Linked DNA regions of Zea mays: region 2 is linked to region 1. Evidence: chromatin contacts called from public Hi-C data. All regions are on one chromosome and are shown on one strand. The core of a region is the stretch at or near the end of the contact, and the rest is flanking DNA. Distances in the headings are between cores, read along the strand shown. Region 1 holds the start of LOC100273731 (Pentatricopeptide repeat-containing protein). Region 2 holds the start of LOC100216802.

Region 1 (3,293 bases), core at 467-2,966:
AATGAACCTCTGCACCTAAGTAGGGGGGCATCTCTCATCTCAGGCTTCTCAGCATCTTCTAAACCCTCCAAACCTTGATAGCAGATGAAGATAATGACCCTTATCTGTCATGTACTTAATGACATTATTAGCTTGAGTATCCTTCCCAGCGTTCCGCAGTCTCCTTACTAGACTACTGTACACAGAGAAGTTTGGTGTGCATCCATGTGAATCCATGTCCTTCAGCATAGTGAATGCTTTATCAAACTCCCCGACTGCGCAAAGCCCCTGTATCATTGAATTGTATGTGTACACATTAGGAAGCTGCCCTCTCATCAGCATATCATCAAAAAACCTCTGGGCTTCCTCAAATTCCCCAGCTGCCACATAGCTTGCGATCATAACAGTATAGCAGACAACATCTGGGTCACACCCTTTCTTCATCATCTCATCAAAGAAATACCTGCAGGCTTCTAGGTTGCCAGCACGGCCAAGACCATCTATCAAATTTGTGAAATGGAGCACATTTGGCCTACATCCGACATCACTCATATAGTTCAGCAAATTGAGAGCTGCGAGGGGTTTGTCTCCCTTACCAAGTACATGAAGCAACAGGTTGTAAGTATGGAGGTCCGGCGTAAGCCCATTTTTTCCCATCTCATCAAGTAATTGATGGAATTGATCCAACTTCCCAAGCATATACTTTGCACGCAACACCACATTGTATGTCAAGACATCAGGTGAGTACCCCTCAAGGATCATTTTCTCGTGAACCCACTCAATCAGTGAGTACTGCTCTATGGTCAGAAGTGTGTACAATATTGCATTAAATGCATTTCTAAATGGGCGGTAATTGAAAGTACTTGACCTGATGAACCTCTCCACCAGTCTCCGCCTCAACCCAACCTTCACAGATGCACATATCAAGAGGTGGAACGTCCGGGAAGAGACAGGTAGCCCCTTGGCTGCCATCTCCTCAAACAGCCGCCACATCGCCTTCACCTCCCCACACTCGGCGAAAACCTTCATGACGAGGTTGTACATGCTTGTGCTATGTTGGTACCCCTCCTGCTGCCCCGCCCATATGAAGAACTTATACGCCAGCTTCGGGTACCTCTCACGGTTCACACTGTCCACGGACACAACAATCCTGAACAGCACCTCCCTCACCAGCTCAATAGACACCTTCGGGCGCATTTCATCGAGCGCGTGGCGGGTGCTGAACCCCGGGCCGTCCTGCAGCAGGATCCTAAAGATCCTGTCCGCCTCCAGCCTCACATCCCCAAAGAACCGCCTCCTGGAATCTTGACCAGGGGAAAAGGTTTCGCCGTCATCGTCATCGTTCTCCGGCTGGCCTCGCGGTGGTGGCAGCTGGAGTACTACTTCACGTGGGAAGCGGCCAGCGTTCAGGCCTGCCACCTCCTCCGCTCCCTCACGGACACCGTCACCATTGCGCTGTGCAGTGTCTGGAGGACTCTCACCGCCGTTTCTGGAACCGTTGCAGCAGAGACGCCGCGACAGGCAGAGCCGGGCCGAGATCGCCCGGGCTGCTCGGAGCGGAGGTAGATGAGCGCCCGTGATCATAGAATACGCGCACGCAAGCACATGATGAGTGAGCGGCTCTGCGGGAAGATGATGGCGCCCAGCTATGGTTCGAAGGGTGGTGGCGGCACGGCGGCGCGCCGGCGCCAAGGGAAAGGAGTCTCCCTTCCGGCTTCCGCCACGAAATGAAAACTCGTGACAAGCAGAATCTTTGCTATCAGCTTTATTGGGCTGTTATGAATATGTACTATTGCTGTTGGGCCTCATTCTGGCAATCTGGCCTACTCATGCCTTTGAAACACGCAAAGATTAGCGACGAGCCACTCTTTCTTGATTGAGTGGCACAAAACTATTCATGTGTACCATTGACATATTTCGTGAAAATGGTAACGGCAAAGTGTACATATTACGCGTAAGGATGGCAATCTATATATACTATATTTCGTCCCGCGTTATTTTTTATAAATAACCCCTCACATCTATTTCAAATTAACTTGTTGCACGTCCGTCCACTGCACAAAATAAACCTCCGCATATAGATGGCTAAACGGTGGCCCGGCACGGACCCAACGCCCGCGCGCCATAGCTCTAGTCCAGGCACATGCCGGCCTGCAGACTGTGCCGGGCCGGCCTGTTAGCCCATCGGGCCATTTGGTTAAATCAACGTAAAATGTTAAAAAACAGTGCAGACGCCCTAATGAAAAAAGGGCGGGAAACACTGGGTGAAGCTGTCTAACCAGTAGAACATCATGATCATGTATTTTTTAATATTGAATATAAATTGTATATATGTATATATGATTTTTTGCAAAATAAAAACATAATCGTCTCAAGCCGGGCCAGCACTACGGCCGAGGCTACAGCCCAAGCACGGCACAACGCTCGTGCCGGGCTAGCCCAGGCACTATTAAATGGGTCATGCCTCAGGCCGACCCGTCAGACATGTCTCATTTGGCCATCTATACCTCCGCACAATAATGATGCTCCTCGCCTTAGTTGCTGCCATCTCGTTCGTCATCCTGCTTCTTTTCTCTCTCTCCCCTCATGCATCCACCTCCGCGCCACCCCATTCTCGGCAGAGGGTGTGGGAGCAGGCGCCTCCTCCCCGTATTCGTCCAACACCAGCCCCGACACAGACCCATGCAATGGCTATTGCACGTTCACGAGGATGTTTCACAGTATGCGTGCACCATCGTTTTCGCCATCGTCGGGCGTCCCGTTCGTCTTTCCGGCCTTCGCCATGTTCTTCCTCCCCGTCCAACTACCCCGCCCACGGTCGCAGCCGCGAGCCGACCAATGCTCTTCGACGTGGGTACGGGGCGAGTCGGTCTTGCTCCTGGCCTTTTTTCGTGCGTGCCGCCGAGGAGGACACGGTGGCGCCTGCCACGCTTAGGTTATCTTGGCAATGAGGGGTCCAGGTCAGAGATATTGGACAACCAAGGCCTTTGGCGCGGCAGTAGTCCGCATATGCTATGGAGTTGGTGGTGGTGTTGTGTCGCCTCGATGGGTCCAAGGCTGGGAAGGCACTCGCATTCTCTTGCCCTTCTTGGACCGACGTCTGGTACAGATGCCTCTCGATTTGGAGCTACTCCAGCTGGGCTTCTTTCTCCGCTTGCATGCTATCTCCCTATATGTATCTAGCGGTATACTACCTATGTCGCTTCTAGATGCCCAAGTCTTCGTCGTGTCCTTCTCCGGCAACGGACATGTATGCTCGCCTCTTCCCTTCCCTTCCTGCTCTACGAAACCTTGGAAGTGGGGAGGTGAGGGAT
Region 2 (3,293 bases), core at 548-3,047, 160 kb after region 1:
TGACTAGTGAGAGAGTGACTTGTGTTCATTTAAGCTCTTGCGCTTGGATTGCTTCTTTTTCTCATTATTTCTTGTGATCAACTCAATTGTAACCGAGGCAAGAGACACCAATTGTGTGGTGGTCCTTGCGGGGATTTTGTGTCCCGTTTGATTGAGAAGAGAAGCTCACTCGGTCTAAGTGACCGTTTGAGAGGGGGAAAGGGTTGAAAGAGACCCGGTCTTTGTGACCACCTCAACGGGGAGTAGGTTTGCAAAAACCGAACCCCGGTAAAACAAATCATTGTGTCTCACTCTTTATTCGCTTGCGATTTGTTTTTCACCCTCTCTCTCGGACTCGTTCATATTTCAAACGCTAACCCGGCTTGTAGTTGTGCTTAAGTTTATAAATTTCAGATTCACCCTATTCGCCCCCCCTCTAGGCGACTTTCACACTCCATATCATAGTGAAGGTTTTCACCTGGCTGGTGCCTGTGGTTTTCCCTTCGCATTGAAGGGGCTTCCATGTAAATCTGTGTGTCGTGCTCTGTGGTTTGTTGGTTGATCTACTTCGTTTTGTCTGTCGATTTTGCTAACATAAATTCCTTTGTCCTAAATTTTAGAATATGTAGGTGCACAATTATTTAGCTAATATGTGTTGAACATTTAGATGATCACCAAACACCATGCAGTTATATACCGTTTCACGCATAACGATCATATAACATGACACCACATTGACAATATATATTCTTTAGGATTTAGTGAAACCTTGAATGGGGTTCCTCTTCCCATTCCACCGCACCAATGAAAGCATCTCCATTTTTCTATGTGGCCAAAGAAATAGGGAACCCAATTCTCTATATAGTTCTCCTTCATCCTTTCTTCTAATTTTTTCATTCTTTACTAGGAAGGAATATAAGGGTACAAAGGAACTTGAAGTGCCCTCATGATCTCTTCTTTGAAGACCAGAAGGTAATCTATCTCATGCACACCTTCGATAACTTAGAGACATGTGAAATGATTTCCTTCTACTAGGAAAGAGGCAACTTGAAGTGCCTTCGCTAATCTCCTCTTAAAAGAACAGAAGGTAAGGGATTTATATCTTCCTTAGCATGAGCATATATATAGTTAAGTCTCCCCCTCCCAAAAAAACTTTAGAATCTTAACATGCTACAATTAGTTCTTAAATAATTTTGTATGCATTATAATTCTAAAACTTTAACCACCTTACACCTGTTGGTCCACTCTTTAATATTTTGAATGTAAATAAACCTTTGGATATATATAATCATACTATGTAAATGTATTACTACCTCCGTTCTCGAATATTTGTCGTCCGTTAGTTCATTTTTAAACTAAAACATGATAAATAAAAAAGAATGGAGGGAGTATAAGACATAAGACTTTGTATGTATCCCTAACTAATATAACATGCGTTCGCTAGCACACACTGACAACTAGTGATGTTTTTATGCTGTGCAGACTGAAGTCGTTTCAAAGGCACCAAAATCGTACTGCGGGGGAAACATTTTGACATTTCTCTTGGAAAAACGAAAAACCCTTGTGAAATTGTGGTTCCCAAACTAGTCCTTATAAGAGGAAAAAAAAGACACAACGTTTTTAAGAGGGGTCAATTAGAACCATTTAGGCCCACTTTAGTCTGATGCTCAATATGAATGCGGCTGTTTTTAGGCCGAGGCCCATATACCTCGTCGTCCTCTCCGCGGGTCCCAGACAAGGACACGGTGTTGACTATCTCGAGTCCGTTGACATTGACAAGGGGGCCAGGTCGAGGCTTTCCGAGCTCCGATCCCTCTCCAACGCCTGAGGGATGGCCGTGCCGGCGCCCGCGAAGGCGGCGCGCTTGCTTGCGGCCTCCGCGGCGGTGCTCGTGCTGCTGTGGTGTGTCCATTTCCGCGGTGGGCTCTCCTTCGGCTCCCCCACCAACAAGGGCCTCATCTTCAACGTAAGACTCCTTCCCTGCCTTCGCTTCCCGTGGAGATAGACAGGTAGCATTCGATCCCATTGCGGTATAGGTCCCCGGCTCCTTAGTTTTATTGGAATCTGATTACCGACTCCGTGAACCCATCCCCGCAAGGCGAAGGCGGTAAGTCCGGCCCGAAAATGAACACGGTGTCGACCTGAGCTCGTGAACGCATAAATCAAATTTAAAATTAGATCACCATTAAAAAAATAACACATTTATAAATCATAATGGAAGGATATAATTAAATACAATAATATGTATGTTTCAAATAATACACATTTCACAAATAAATGATAGACCGTAAATAGAAGATAAAGCTATTTTTGTAATATTTGTCTTATTAAACGGGCCGAGTCTTAGCCCGTTTAGAAACGGGTCGTGCTGGGCTAGGCACAGGCCCGCATAGAGTTGGGCCGGGCTCGGATCAGGCCCAAATAGCGGGCTGCGTGCCGGGCTCGCGGGCCTCATGTTTATTGGCCATCTATAGCTGCAATCACTGTTCACTTGACTCCATTGGCCCTGACCTATGACAATCCAGCATTGTAGTGTGCTCAAGTAGGTTTCAGGTGTTTGGAATCTAGATGTTATGTTTCACCATTTTACCTTGCTAGCCTAACCCGATGGATGACATGTTATTATGTTAAGTGTGACATACAAGTGAAATGCTGATTCTGGTTCGCTTGTTATCTCATATAATCTGATCAATTTAAATTTGCCTATATGCTTAAGAGTAATTATCTGTATATTTTTAATCTGACCAATTTGATTAATTTGATATCGTTTGTTAGACTACAATTGAGACTAGGAATCTATATATACCCCTATAGCTTTGGAGTGTTCATCGCCAACATGAGTGTGCTAGGCTGACATATATTTATTGTTCTTATTCGGTCATAAGTTTCTGAATCGAGAAGTAGTATATCAGGGTACATTCCAGTGGGAATTGGAGTTTAAACCCTCTGAAGTTACAACGCTGCTAAAAAAATCGCATGGACTTTATGAGTTAAATGTATATCAGTTAGGATTTCCATCCGGCATTGTTAAGTTCCTTTGGTTTCTCTTTGCTATCTCGAATAGGCAAGAGCATTGTGTATCATTGTATTAAGCTAGAAGAGAGTTTTACAGATAAGCTGGCCATCCTGCTGCAATAGCTGTTAGTGCTACAAGGTGACTGCACAACCATGTCAGCTAGCTCTCGAGGAGGCTATCCGGTTGCTAAATTACCAAGGCTGACGACTCTCGCCTGAATCTATTGATATGCTTCAGTCTTGATGATCGATAATAGGTCCTGCACCGTGGTTGAGGACTCCCTAAAGCACCACACATT

The links. A called contact is a pair of places that touch in the nucleus more often than the background predicts.
Region 2: a Hi-C map of tassel shows a contact between it and region 1, with 2.3 times the contacts expected there. The contact joins the promoter of LOC100216802 here to the promoter of LOC100273731 in region 1. A contact is called at or near these places in 3 of 25 Hi-C or Micro-C datasets (ear, endosperm and tassel).

The regions. Positions count from the first base shown.
Region 1 is chr1:231,059,185-231,062,477 of Zm-B73-REFERENCE-NAM-5.0, forward strand. LOC100273731 (Pentatricopeptide repeat-containing protein) reads right to left here and starts at 1,717. Exons shown (of 1, transcript NM_001148141.1): 1 at 1-1,717. The coding sequence starts at 1,563. The coding sequence ends at 49.
Region 2 is chr1:231,220,300-231,223,592 of Zm-B73-REFERENCE-NAM-5.0, forward strand. It overlaps LOC100216802, which reads left to right and starts at 1,798. Exons shown (of 4, transcript NM_001143201.1): 1 at 1,798-1,945. The coding sequence starts at 1,811.